Regions from separate parts of the Mus musculus genome. Here regions 1, 3 and 4 are each linked to region 2. Evidence: chromatin contacts called from public ChIA-PET and HiChIP or PLAC-seq data. All regions are on one chromosome and are shown on one strand. Each heading gives the region's core, a stretch centred on a gene start, on an enhancer-like site or on the middle of the called end of the contact. The rest is flanking DNA. Distances are from core to core; before and after follow the strand shown.

Evidence for each region. ChIA-PET counts read pairs in DNA pulled down with a chosen protein or histone mark. HiChIP or PLAC-seq counts read pairs in DNA pulled down with a chosen protein or histone mark.
Region 1: a contact with region 2 is called in an RNA polymerase II ChIA-PET map of memory CD8 T cells, with 416 read pairs. The contact joins the promoter of Itpkb here to the promoter of H3f3a in region 2. A contact is called at or near these places in 4 of 115 datasets of contacts at active chromatin or transcription factors (bone marrow-derived macrophages, double positive thymocytes, effector CD8 T cells and 1 more).
Region 3: an H3K27ac HiChIP or PLAC-seq map of the HPC-7 cell line shows a contact between it and region 2, with 11 times the contacts expected there. The contact joins the enhancer-like site here to the promoter of H3f3a in region 2. A contact is called at or near these places in 8 of 39 promoter capture datasets (the 3T3-L1 cell line, 3T3-L1-derived adipocytes, the HPC-7 cell line and 4 more), 4 of 115 datasets of contacts at active chromatin or transcription factors (the HPC-7 cell line, embryonic stem cells, extraembryonic endoderm stem cells and 1 more) and 1 of 9 other capture datasets (embryonic stem cells).
Region 4: a contact with region 2 is called in an H3K27ac HiChIP or PLAC-seq map of embryonic stem cells, with 3 times the contacts expected there. The contact joins the enhancer-like site here to the promoter of H3f3a in region 2. A contact is called at or near these places in 3 of 39 promoter capture datasets (the C10 cell line, erythroid cells and pre-B cells), 1 of 484 Hi-C or Micro-C datasets (embryonic stem cells), 2 of 115 datasets of contacts at active chromatin or transcription factors (effector CD8 T cells and embryonic stem cells) and 1 of 9 other capture datasets (pancreatic islet).

The regions. Positions count from the first base shown.
Region 1 is chr1:180,328,870-180,332,078 of GRCm38.p6, forward strand. It overlaps Itpkb (inositol 1,4,5-trisphosphate 3-kinase B), which reads left to right and starts at 1,607. Exons shown (of 8, transcript NM_001081175.1): 1 at 1,607-1,910. It also overlaps the pseudogene Gm5069.
Region 2 is chr1:180,811,714-180,815,135 of GRCm38.p6, forward strand. H3f3a (H3.3 histone A) reads right to left here and starts at 1,892. Exons shown (of 4, transcript NM_008210.5): 1 at 1,758-1,892; 2 at 86-236. The coding sequence starts at 213.
Region 3 is chr1:180,430,469-180,433,639 of GRCm38.p6, forward strand. Stum (mechanosensory transduction mediator) reads right to left here. Exons shown (of 4, transcript NM_001081227.2): 4 at 1,905-3,171. Among named protein-coding and RNA genes, the nearest start is that of Gm39712, 24 kb to the left of the region's middle. Within about 2 kb of position 1,558, at least 122 of the 459 cell types and tissues checked have an H3K27ac peak or open chromatin away from gene starts, as enhancers often do. A contact at or near this core is called in the HPC-7 cell line and pre-B cells, where this site is marked.
Region 4 is chr1:181,162,249-181,165,664 of GRCm38.p6, forward strand. The region is part of intron 4 of Cnih4 (cornichon family AMPA receptor auxiliary protein 4); the gene reads left to right. Among named protein-coding and RNA genes, the nearest start is that of Cnih4, 13 kb to the left of the region's middle. Within about 2 kb of position 1,648, at least 5 of the 459 cell types and tissues checked have an H3K27ac peak or open chromatin away from gene starts, as enhancers often do. A contact at or near this core is called in embryonic stem cells, where this site is marked.

The DNA of each region.
Region 1 (3,209 bases), core at 357-2,856, 480 kb before region 2:
TCCATGTCCTGTCTGACAGCAGCTGACTGGCCAAGGATTACTCAGAGACTAAGGGCATGTTCCAGCAGCCTTCATTTCTCACTAGGGAAGGTTGACTGACTCACCTACAAGAGACAATAGCAACTAGGAACAGCTTCTCAGGGGCCGGCAAGGTAGAGATTTGTGGGAGCTTTGCTAGGCTCTTCAGTTGCTTCTACTGAGGCATTTATCACCTCTCAGATTAGACTTCATAGCTTGAGTAACTCCTCTTCTTGCCACTAGGGACCAAAGGAGGGAGTCTAGATAGAGGTGGCTTCTTTGTCTCACGGTAATACTAGAACACACACAGGACAGGCATCTTTATTCAGCCCCATTGAGGGTGAGAGGGAAACCAGATTCAAGCCTTCCAGGGTATGTTAAAAAAAATAAAAAATAAAACAAAAACAAAACAAAACAAAACCAGAAAGGACTTGTCCGATTCCAGGAATTCTTGGCTGGAAGGGCTCTTGGTTTCAAATTTGCTTGAGTCTTTTCCTGACCAAGCTGCAGGTTGCTTTGCTCACTTCAACGGTATTGTTACATAAACAAGTAAGCTGTCTGCTTGCTACAGGCGGTCAGGTTTTCCATCCGAGGTTTGGCTAATCAGGATATATGGGCGGATACAAGCTTAGGATTCTTAAATCTCCTAAACCTCGCAGCTGTGTTCCCTGTTTCCACTAAACGCTAGAGTTTAAGATTTAGGGAATTATGCAAAACAGGCTTGCAGTGCCGGGTGGGGCTTAAGTGTGTGTGTATGGGGGCAGGGAGTGTCCCCCGCCCTCCAGTGTTGCCTGGTGCCCCCCCCCCTTTATTTGAGGGTAGAGTAGAACCCTTGAAAACGCAGGAGTAAATTCACAGGAGACTGAGCAAGTGGTTGAAGACATTGATCGGGCCTCAGCCCCAGGACTATGCTTTTTCTTAAAATAACTTTTTGAGAGTTGAGTGCAAAAATACGCGAACAGCACAGCCTCTGTGTGCGTTTATAGATAACTGCTTAATGCAGAGCTCCTTCACACATCTAGCCTACAAGACACTCAGCAGCTCACAGTCCAACCAGTCTTCCAAAATTCTACCATGGTGCATTAAAACCTAAAACTGTGCAAGGAAATGCCCTGCAATATATGCAATATACCTTGTAAAAAGTTGCCTATTGTAGTACAAGTACACCCTCTGCTTAGGCAGAATATTACCCCTCTTTCGATGCTAGAAAAATCCCCCCCCCAGCAGCTTTGTTTAGCACACTCAAAATTTTATTAAAAACAGTTTTCAAACGTAGCTTCATAAAACTAGACACCAGCAAACCTTGGTCGAGGGATGGAAAATAAATCGTATATCTTTAACCCGCAGAAGTTAAAGTCTTTTTTTTTTTTTTTTTTTTTTTTGTTAGCTAACAATGGAAACTTTTTTTTTAAGTGTTTCCCTCCCTCGGTTTGCCAAGCAATAGAAAAAAAAAAAAAAAAGAAGAAAAGAAAAACTTGTTCCGCTGAGTTCAACCCCAGACAGGCTCACAACTTCCTTCCTGCTTTCCTCCCCCAAGCCCCCGCCTCTCTGCCTCCTCCCTCAACCCCCAACTTTTTTTTTTTTTTTTAAATCTTACATTGAACAAACACTGAAGTAGCAGGGAGCAGACGCTGACAGCGGTAGTGTCTCCAACCAAGCACAGAGCAACGCAGGGTCGGCCTGGCGGTGTCCCCTCCGGGATCGCCTAGTCCCTGCGCCGGTACATTCAGCTTCGTTGCACCCCACTTTTTCCGTCTTCCATAAGTTGTTGCGGAAACCCTTTGGGAGCTTTTTTATTTTTTTAAAAAAACTTTAAGCCACTTGGTCTGTACGAGCCCGGAGTCCCCGGGGCATGTCGCCTGCACGGGACCTGGAAGTCTGAGCAATTGCAGGTAAGCGTGGCGGCTCCTTCCTGGCCCTCGTCTCTGAACCCTCTTTCCGCTCCATCTGTGCTGGGGTTCCTCTGGGTGTTCCGGGGTCCGAGCACAGCACGGAGGTGAGGGCTAGAACGACGGAGAAGGGAGGCTGATTTGGGACGGTAGCGTGGCGTGGCCTTGGGGGCAGAGGAGGCGATTCGACTTTCCCATCGCCTTCCGGGCCGCTGCGCCGCCACCACCTCCCCGGCGCGCTGCGGGCGTCTGGGGCTCGGCTTGCCCGGCGGCTCCCCTGGCGCCAGGCGAGGCTGCCCGGGATGCGCGAGGCCCTGCCCTCGGCCGGCCGCGCTGCTCCGGGGCTTAGCTTGCGGGACCCCGAAGGGCTGCAAATTCTCAGGCCTGCACAATTAGAAGGCCTCCGGGCTGCAACTGTGCAAGCAAGCCCAGAGTTCCTCCGAGGGGTGTGGGTCCCGGAGGGGGCAGCTGGGTCCTCGCTAACAGGATGCGCGCAGGGCTGAGTAGCTGCGGACATGCATCCCCTCTCCCAAACACACACACACACACACACACACACACACACACACACACACTCGCTGCAGGGTCTGAGGGGACAGTAGGGAGCCACCAGGATTGATTCCAGTGCTGGATACTGCAGAGTTTGCTCCCTGGCGCGCACGCGTGCCCACATTCACAAAACACACTTGTTTGGAGACAGACAGACATCAAGGCTAGTGCTGAAAAGTGCCTGGACTGCCCCACCCCCACCCACCCCCGCGCTCTTCCCGGCCTTTCATAGGCCGAGAGGCATAGCCCCAGACCAGGATCAGAAAGAAAACGGTGGGCACACAAGTCCCCTTCCAGGTCTCGGCTCCAGCAGCGGTTTGGGGAAGGCAGGTCCGGGTCAGGTTCCCTGTGACTTGGCCTCTGATGTCCTGAGAGGGTGGAGCAGGGTTGCCTGTCATCCTCGATAGCCGGTGTTTGCTCTGGCCAAGGAAACCTGGCCAGTCTCGAGGAGGGAACCAGCGAGTTGCACCTCCTCCCTCGGCCATCCGCGTGGCTACCGAGACTAATTTCAGAATTTGGGATTCTAGGTGTTCTTGGAGTGTATCACAAGCTGGGGGAGGTGGACCACCGCCGGAAAATACCAATAGAGGCCATATCGAGGCGGCCCGGCTTGCCTCCTCACTGAGCATCACAACTCCTGTAGGCTAGACATCCAGGGGCACCCCGTCCCCAGCAGATTGGGGTCCCGGGGCTCCCTTTGCTCTCTGCTTTCTGCGGGTGGGCTCTCTCCACCCCACCCCCTTGATGCCTTCG
Region 2 (3,422 bases), core at 642-3,141:
TAGCAAAAAGTATGACTATCTTCCTGTTAAATTACACGGACATACTGCTTAGACACTATCCCACTGCTCGACGTTTTAGAAATACCTGTAACGATGAGGTTTCTTCACCCCTCCAGTAGAGGGCGCACTCTTGCGAGCGGCTTTTGTAGCCAGTTGTTTCCTGGGTGCTTTACCACCGGTGGATTTGCGGGCAGTCTGCTTTGTACGAGCCATGGTAAGGACACCTCCTTACTTACCTATCAGTGTTTAAAAAACAAAAAATATCGGATTCAACTAAAACATAACAGTATTCCTGCCAGAACCCCCCCCCCCCAAATCTGGAAATTAATCAGTATGGGGGAGGGGGGGGGACTGTTATATAATTAGTTTGGAAGGGCGCGGATTACATCTATCGCCCAAACATGATTTAAAACAAACTAGAAAATTGTCAGCATTTATACTTTATAAAGCTATTTCCGAGCGATAAAACAGCCAAAACCAGAGAGACGCCCCCCACCATGGCTTTCGATCCAATTCATTTAATTAAAGTAGAAATTAGAAACGTCTGCAAACATTCGATCACAAACAAGTCAAATGAACGAAGCCACAAACACAGAAAGGTCGAGTCAAATTACAGCCAAAAAAAAAAAAAAGAAAAAGAAAAAAAAGAAAGAAAAAGGTTTCAGCGCCCCCCCCCCGCTCGGTTTGCTGCCCCCCTCTCGCGCCTGGCAGTTGGGTTGCTGTAAATATCTAAAAACATTCTTGAGGTTTGTTTCTTTATAGTTATGTTGACAAAAAGGCGTCTCGAAATGCAAGAACAACAGCCATCGCCAGTGAGCATTCCACAAAGCCCGTCCCCCTCCCGGGCTTCGCTATGGAAGCCGACTGCCCCGCACCCAGGCTTAATTAGCGCTCGACACCGGCCGCCCGGCCCACCCAGCACCACATAAACTTTTGGTTCTGCCTCCCCTGGGTCCCTAGGTTCGGGGTACCGGACCTGCCCGTCTCGGTCCCCGCACCCCGCGCTGGCAACGAGCGACTCGGCTCCCGAAGACTAGCACAAAATGGAAACAATTGGAAACGTATCCGATTCCCTTCCAGAGAGACAAACAGCAAATCGTTCGAAAATACCCCATCCCCTGCCACGTGCCGCTCTCCAAAAATGCAAAAGTTCTTTTTTTTTGTTTTCTGCATTTCATAAGCATCGTTTCTTTTTCTCCAAAAAAGGCAAAAAAATGTTCTTAAAATTTTTTCCTTCCATTTTAAAATGGGGAAGAGAGAAACGGGGGGAAAAAAAATATGGTCGGTGACCAGAGAAGAGAGACAAGATGGTGAAGCTCAGGCACAACTGTGGAGAGGCAGCAAAAAGCGAGTTAGCCCGGGGTGGAAAGCGGCGGCGATTTTACCCCCTTTGCGCCCGAAAAACTGGGGCCTGGGACCCGGAGGCGGCAGTTAAGAGGCTCGCGCGGGACATGGTGAAGGTCTGGGGTCCCGGGAAGGGGCAGCGGGAGGGATTTCACCGAAGAAAGAGGAGCCCGCGGCGCCGGAGGGAGACAGGCTCGACGCCGCGGCGGTGCCACTGCTGGGCTGAGACGGAGAGACCGGGGAGCCGCCGCCGCCACCGCCCGCGGAAGGCAAACTCGCTCCCCATCTCCATTTCTGCGCCAAAAAGTTTGCGGGTCGAGCCCGGGGGGACTGTGGGTGCCTCCGTGGGCCCCTACGAGGCCGACGGCGAGCGGAGCCCGGCTCCGGGAAGGCGGGCAAACGGAGAAACTTACCCCCCTTCTCCTTCGGCTGGAGCTCGGCAAGCGAGAGGCGGCGCTGGCGTTGGAGAGCGGCAGCGGCGCGGCGAAGGCTGCGAACACAATTGAAAGATGGCTGACACCGAGGCTTTCCCCTACACACGCCGCCCCGCCCCGCGCCGCGCTCCAGCCAATCACACACAATGGAGGGAAGGCTCGGCCCCGCCCAGGGCCCCCGCGCGCCCCGCCCCTCCCCTCCCCCCGCGCGCTCGTTCGCTGGCGCGCGCTCGCTCCTCCCCCGCGCGCCGCCCGCCCATTCCTCCCGCCGCCTCTCGCGGTGTGTACAAACACAAAAGACACGCCGAGGGGCCCGCCGAGGGGCCGTCTGCCCTAGTCCGTCCCCGGCCCACACTCCCTCCCCGTCGGACGCAGGCGTTAAGTGAGCCCCCGAAGCCCAGCTTTGGGGTGCACAGCGGGGGGTGTGGGGGCGGGGAGGGCGGCGCGGGCTGCGGACCAGCGCCCGGCCTGCGGGGGGAGGGGCATCGCCCCCGCGCGCGCCCCCGAGGTTCCCGGCCCGTGTGGGGGCGGGGAGAAGGCCGGGACCGTACGGTCGCCGCGCCCCAGTTGAAAACGCGCCCAAGCGGGAAGCTAGCTGGCAAAGTGGAAGCCCCAGTCCCGCGCCCACTTTCGGACCGCGCGGCGCGCCAGGGGCGGGGGACCCGCGGGCCTCTTCCCGCCTTCGCTCCCCGCCGAGCGCGGGCCGGTCCGGAGGCTCGGGCCAAGTCGCCTGAGGACAAGTCGGTCGCAGACTCTAGCCCCGGGAGAGGAGGGGCAGCCTGCGGGGCAGTGCGGAGACTGTCAGCGCGTCGCAGGTGGTGGCACCGGGGCCGAGGGACAGGGCTCGCCCTCTTCCTAGGCCGCGGTTCTTGGTGCAAGATGGCTGTTATTTTGTAAGCCTCTGAGACAATGTGCAACACAGCTGTAGCAGTCTAAGGCAGAGTAGGCCTTTCCACCCCTTCGCTGTTTGGAGGAGCGCTGCAGAAATCTCGTGACATAAGAGTCTAATGTCAGACACAGGAGGCTGAAACGGCAGGTAGAAGGAAAAGCTGTTTCCCGCTTTCCTTCTGCCCAGTAGCTTGGGCAACAGACTGCATAGCTCAAGTTCTCATTAAGTGACCCACAAACATCTGAACCGTCCCCAGGTGGTATTGACCAGGCTACACAACTCTGGGTGAAGGCTTTCGGTAGAAGAGTCACAAAGGTCCCGTAGGGTACTGATGAAGGACAGTAGCATACATGTAATCTGAAGACCTCTCAAAGCAGTCTTATCATGAACATTATCCTGAAACAGATATGTGGAAATCAGATATGAGAGAAGAAATGGATTTGGCCAAGGTCACTGAACTGAGGAACAGACCCTAGAGGGAAAAAAAACAACAACCCAGGCCTCCTGTTTCATTATTATTTAATGAGTGTTAAGTGTTGATGAACACATGCAATCTGCGATACTACCCTAAATGCACATATGCAAAAAACCCTCCACAGAGCTGCCAGTGAAAAATTCCTATAATTTGAGCCAAGAAGCATTTTTTCCCCTCTTGCTTGTTTGTGTTTTGTTTTCAGGAAACTAAAATATTTGTTGCTGGATTTATCCAAGAAGGCTGTTACATATCAATTGAATCAGTCATATCTTCAAGAAAT
Region 3 (3,171 bases), core at 308-2,807, 380 kb before region 2:
TTGCTGCTCTGTTCTTCTTCCTTCTTGCTATGATGTGAAATTCTCTGCTTTACAATACTCTCACCACTGGTCCCCAACATAGATTAGAATCCCTGAAACGATTTGAAAAACAAATCCTTCTTCCTTTGAGTTATATTAGACGGTCTAGTCCCCCAGCTATGGGAAAGCTAACACGAGCTGTGGGTTGTTCTGATAGACAGGAAGAGGCTGGACGTTTCCCTTGGCATATGAGGAGCTAAGTGCTGGTCCCTGATCACCCCAGCACTGGTGATAAAATTGCAGGCACATCTCTCTCTGTCTTTCAGCCAGCTGCTCCTGAACCAATGACAGGAGATGATGTATTCTTTCTACCCACCTGATGCTCATGAACCCTGAGATGCCCTAGGAGAGTGATTTTCAACCTGTGGGTCTCAACCCCTTTGGGGGGGCCAAGTGACCCTTTCACAGGGGTCACCTAAAACCACCAGAAAAAAATCAGATATTTATATTACTATTTATTTTTTTAAAACCTTTTTTTATAAGATGTATTTATTTATTATATGTAAGTACACTGTAGACACACCAGAAGAGGGAGTCAGATCTCATTACGGATGGTTGTGAGCCACCATGTGGTTGCTGGGATTTGAACTCAGGACCTTTGGAAGAGCAGTCAGGTGCTCTTACCTGCTGAGCCATCTCACCAGCCCTATATTACTATTTATAACAGTAGCAAAATTACAGTTATGAAGTAACCAGCAATGAAATTAATTTTATGGTTGAGAGTCACCCTAACATGAGGCACCATATGAGAGCCACTGCTCTAGAATATTCCATGGGTACAGGGAAGCCCAGAGGCTAATTATCCCCCAGGCACTGATCTTTCCATAACCCACAAGGGTTCCATCTTGTTAGATTTTTTTTTCTGCCTATCCAGAACTTTCTAGATTCGTCACGAATTGGTATGTGTTCTGGCGTTTCTCTGGCTGTTGATTTGTAGCCTTACAGTCTTGTACTCATCCAGGATATGGAAATTATTTTAATGTTGTATCCTTGTACGAGAGGATGTCCCATGGGCTGCTGAGACGAGTAAGTACTATACAGCATTTGAATGAAGTGCTCTATAGATGTCTGTTAAGACCATGTGGTGTACAATGTCATTTAATTTGAATGTTTCTGTATATTTTGTGGTGAGGGGATGACCTATTGGTAAGAGTGTGGTACTGAAGTCACCCAGTACTATCATGCTAAGGTTAATCTGTGACTTTCCATCTAAATAGCATGCGTTTTATGAGATTGTGTGTACCTGTATTCAGGGCACATACATTTAGAATCATAATGTTCCCCCGATGGATTGTTGTTTTGTTCGAAGTCTATTTTATCAAATTTTACAACAGTTTTGTGCGTTCTCCTGTGTTTATCTGTAATCTATTTCTTTCCCTTCATCGGTAAATTTGTTAGGTTCCCCAGGTCTCCGCGCATCAGCTAATAAAGATGTTGGCTGGGCTGTAGACTGCACCTTGCCACCCCCGCTGCATTTCAGAAGATCCCCTCGTGGTGGCAACCGTCAGCTCTAAGTTCTGACTACTCATACCCCGTGCTCATTTGTGGTTAGCATCATTTCAACATCTATCTCACACACATTTCCTTTGCCAGCCAGTCCAACCTCCCAGGAAGGAAACGGGCACTGTGCACCCTCGGGGCCTGGTGCTTCGTTCAGAGTCTACATCCTTGGCTACAGGGGACCCAGTGAGCGGAGAAAATGTTGGATTGGTCCCCAAGGAAAGGGGAAGATGGCCATCCAAATGGAAAGACCAGCAGGTGAGGTTGTAGGGAGAGAGAGAGAGAGAGAGAGAGAGAGAGAGAGAGAGACGAAAGCATTCAGGGCAGCTGGAGATCTGATTACAGAAATGGAAGACACAGGAATTCAAGAAGCTACCAGGAAGGTCACATGGATGTTTATTAAATAGAAAAGAGGAAAAAGAAGAATAAAAGATTGCCAAAACCATATTTCCAAGGGTTAAAAAAAATTGGAATGCCAAAGAAATGCCATGCTCTGTTATCTTTATAACACGGGGCACTATATGTATGTACACTGTATTATGTATGTATGTATGTACACTCCGTATGTACACGGAGATATGTACACGAGCTTTGTTGCGGGTGGCGTTCCTCACCACGTGTACAGTAGCATTGCTGGAAGGAAGGTCTTCAAAGCTGGCAGAAGGCTGGAGGAGAAGCGGGAGCCCTGCACTACCCCTGCGGGGCTCTGTGGACCCCAAAACAAGGGTGGGGACTCAAGCCTGGGGACACTGAGAAAATTAAGCAAAAGTCAAACCTGGGCCCCATGCTTCAGTTTAAGCCAGGAAAGTCTAGAATCTTTCCAAGGGCTGAGATAGTCCGAGCAGTCTCCAAGAACACTTGTAATCTTTAGAATGGGCTGGCAATGCCTCCGTACCCCCGGGCCCCCACCCGCCCGCCCTCCACCCCCCACCCGCCCTCCACCCCCCACCTGTGCTTGGACTTGGGCATATGGGGTCCCTGTGAGAAGGAGTGAGAAAAGTAAGCCCCCGATGTCGTCAGAGAACAAGAAAATGTACAGCAGTTAATTTAACAGACAAAAGCCAACGGCAACACCAAAACAGTAATCCACAACACAACGCGGCCTGCTCTTAATACAGTGATGCTGCCAGCATCTTCCAAAACAAAAGAGCTCCCGGGTGCAAGGGAGCCAGCCCGGGAAGAGCCCGCGACTACTCCACAGGAAATCGCGGGATTCTCACAAGCCCCAACGTCATTTGTCTCTGCTTAAAACTTGCCCCCTCCTCTACTCCTTGCTGGCTCCTGGGCTGGGGCAGGCAGTGTACTCGTTCAGAAATAAAAATCCTGCCAGAGTCGCAGAAAAGCGTCAGGAAGAGGTCTCTGCCCCTCCCCCACACCAGCAGACCAATCCGGAGCCGGGGGGCTGCAGTAGCTCTGGATAGGGGGATGCAGTGGGAATTCTGATCCCACAGACCCCAGGAGAGGGCAACCGGTGTGCACAGTGGACGGAGTTGAGGAGGGGTGACTGGCCAGGGTGAGGACAGCAGTTTTGTGGCTTTGAGTTGTCCCCACACTGGGGTGGGGGCTTCTCAGTGACATAGCTTACCAAGAGTCACCAATGCTCCATAGACTCACTGGGTCCCAGACTTAACT
Region 4 (3,416 bases), core at 398-2,897, 350 kb after region 2:
TGCCTGCCTTTGTTTTGTGAGGTATTACTGTACTGGAGAATTTTGAATTAACATTGTAACACTTTTGGAAATTATGTGAATTTATTGTAGCTGTGTTCATTTTTTATGTCATTAAATTAGTGTTCGATCTAACTGTCTTAGTTAGGGTTTTACTGCTGTGAACAGACACCCTGACCAATGCAAGTCTTAGAAAAGACAACATTTAATTGGGGCTGGCTTACAAGTTGAGAGGTTCAGTCCATTATCATCAAGGCAGGGACATGGCAGCATCCAGGCAGGCATGGTGCAGGAGGAGCTGAGAGTTCTACACCTTCATCTGAAGGCTCCTCATGGAAGACTGACTTCCAGGAAGCTAGGACAAGGGTAGTAAAGCCCACACCGAGTCCAACAAGGCCACATCTAACAATGCCAGTCCTTGGGCCAAGCATATTCAAACCACCACACTATATCTTGGGTATTCTAAGTTTCTGGGCTAATATCCACTTATCAGTGAGTACATATCATTTGAGTTCTTTTGTGATTGGGTTACCTCACTCAGGATAATGCCCTCCAGGTCCAACCATTTGCCTAGGAATTTCATAAATTCATTCTTTTTATTTTTTTATTTTTTTGTTTTTTTGTTTTTTGAGACAGGGTTTCTCTGTATAGCCCTGGCTGTCCTGGAACTCACTTTGTAGACCAGGCTGGCCTCGAACTCAGAAATCCACCTGCCTCTGCCTCCCGAGTGCTGGGATTAAAGGCGTGCGCCACCACGCCCGGCAATTCATTCTTTTTAATAGCTGAGTAGTACTCCATTGTGTACCACCTATTTCTTAGCTGTTGAGGTGATTGATATACTTAAAACTGCCATTGGTCTTCTTTACTCATAGAGTCTAGCTGAGAGGTTTCACTGTTCTGTTTCAAAAAGCCAGAAGGAAAAATATGTACATGCATACATATGTATGTACACAGACAGACAGACAGACAGACAGACAGACAGACAGACAGACAGAGAGAAGGGGATGTCCTAGAACTTGAGTTACAGTTATGAGCTGCCATACAAGTGCTGGGAACTGAAACTTGGTCCTCCTCAAGGACAAGAAGTGCTCTTAAGCACTGAGCTATGTCTCCACCCCAAGATACTGGTTTGTAAAGCATTATTTTAGCCAGGCATAGTGGTTTACATCTTTAATCTCAGCATTTGAGAGGCTGAGAATCACAAATTAGTGCCATCCAGGACTACTTAGTAAGATCCATGGTTCCCAAGTTACAGCAAGATCCTATCTCAAAAATAAGAAAACAAGAGAGACAGAGAGAGAGCGTAGCACTTTAGGGGCAGGGCTAGGGTGTGGTCCTTACTGCTACCAGTGGGCAGCCTGAGGCACTGTTTAGTCTGGGCTGCTGTACCCTGTGGGGTGCATCCTCCCCTTTTCTATCCTCGTTTGCCTTTGTCGGCTTCTTGTTTTGGGTACATCGTGGTTACCTTACCCCCTGAATGTGATCCGTAGTTGAAATGGTTGGGGTGGATGCTTTTGTTTAAAAAAGATTTTATCACCAGATTGTCAGCTTTTATTTCAGGGGTTTTCCATTTCTCTCACACCTGCTCCAGTACCTTTCACTCAGCTTGCATTCAGGGAATCCTTAAATGGAAGTAAAGTTTTGGGGAAATGCTCCCATTGTTTTAGAGAAGGGTGGAGCGCATGCCTTGGATCTGATGGCCACGTTGCTCACCCAGTGGGATCTGGGCTCTACTACCTATTGTGAGATTTAGGGTGCACTTCTTACTTAGCCTCTCTGTACCTTGGGTTTTCATCTGATCATGGGCTCTCACTAAAACTTACCTCATGGGATTGCAGCAAGAACTAAGTGCTATGAAGTGCTTGAGTTTATCATCTATAGTAAACTCAAAATCTTCAAATTATCAGCGACAGCATTTAACCTGCACTGTACACTGTGTGTTTAATGAGCCTGACTGGTTATTCTGTTGGTAACTGAGTAAGGCTGAGTTTTGTCCATGCGCTGGAGTCATTTGTTAGTCAAGGTTGATCTTGATCAGATGATCAAGAACAAGGTTGATCCTTGCACATAAGATATATTTCTCTTTTTTGTTTATTTTCATTGTTTTTCAAGACAAGGTTTCAGTGTGTAGTCCTGGGTATCCTGGAACCCACTTTCAGGCTGGCCTTAAACTCATAGAGATCCACCTGCCTCTGCCTCCCAGGTGCTGGGATTGAAGGTATGCGCCACCATGCCTGGCTGTGTCTCATTTGTAAAAAATTATTTATTTTTATTTTTTATGTGCATTGGTGGTGTTCTTGTGTATGTGTCTGTGCAAGGGTGTTGAATCCCCTGGAACTGGAGTTATAGACAGTTGAGAGCTACCTTGTGGGTGCTAAGAATTGAACCCGAGTCCTCTGAAAGAGCAGCAGATGGTCTTAACCAGAGCCATCTCTCCAGGCCCTTTTGTTTTGTTTTATGTTTTTTGTTTTTCGAAACAGGGTTTCTCTGTGTAGCCCTGGCAGTCCTGGAACTCACTCTGTAGATCAGGCTGGCCTCGAACTCAGAAATCTGCCTGCCTCTGCCTCCCAAGTTCTAGGATTAAAGGCGTGCGCCACCATGCCCGGTTTTTTTCTTTTTCTTTTCTTTCTTTTCCTTCCTTCCTTCCTTGGTTTTGGTTTTGGTTTTGGTTTTGGTTTTGGTTTTGGTTTTTCCAGACAGGGTTTCCTGGAACTCACTCTGTAGACCAGGCTGGCCTCGAACTCAGAAATCCGCCTGCCTCTGCCTCCCAAGTTCTAGGATTAAAGGGGTGCGCCACCACCCCCCCAGCTTTTTTTTTTTTTTCTTTTTCTTTAAAAAAAAATTTTTTTTATGTGAATATACTGAAACTGTTTTCAGATAACACCAGAAGAGAGCATCAGATCCCATTAGAGATGGTTGTGAGCCACCATGTAGTTGCTGGGAATTGAACTCGGACCTCTGGAAGAACAGCCAGTGTTCTTAACTGCTGAGCCATCTCTCCAGCCCCCTTTATTTCATTTTTAACTGAGGTGATTTTTCTTGAGTATTTCCTGTCCTGATGTCACCTCAAGTGACAAGAAGGAGCAGTATCAATCCCGAAGTATTCAGCTTGGCAGTTGTAGTCTGTGGTAGTACAGAGAATGAGGGAGAAGACGCCTGGGTCTTATCCTCACAGCTCACAGACCAAGAACCGCTTGTACGCTAGGCCACATAGGAGCAGGATGGGCTGTGGAAGGAGACCTCACAACTGCACTGAGTTAAGGTCAGCTACCCAAAGAAGGTGCTTCAGAGGCCAGGCCAGCCATGAGTCACCATTAGTATTATTATTTATACCGAGTCTCTCTTAAACTCACAGAGATCTGCAAGCCTCTGCCTCCTGAGTGCTGAGAAAAGGGCATGTGCCTACTTTTTTTTGATTT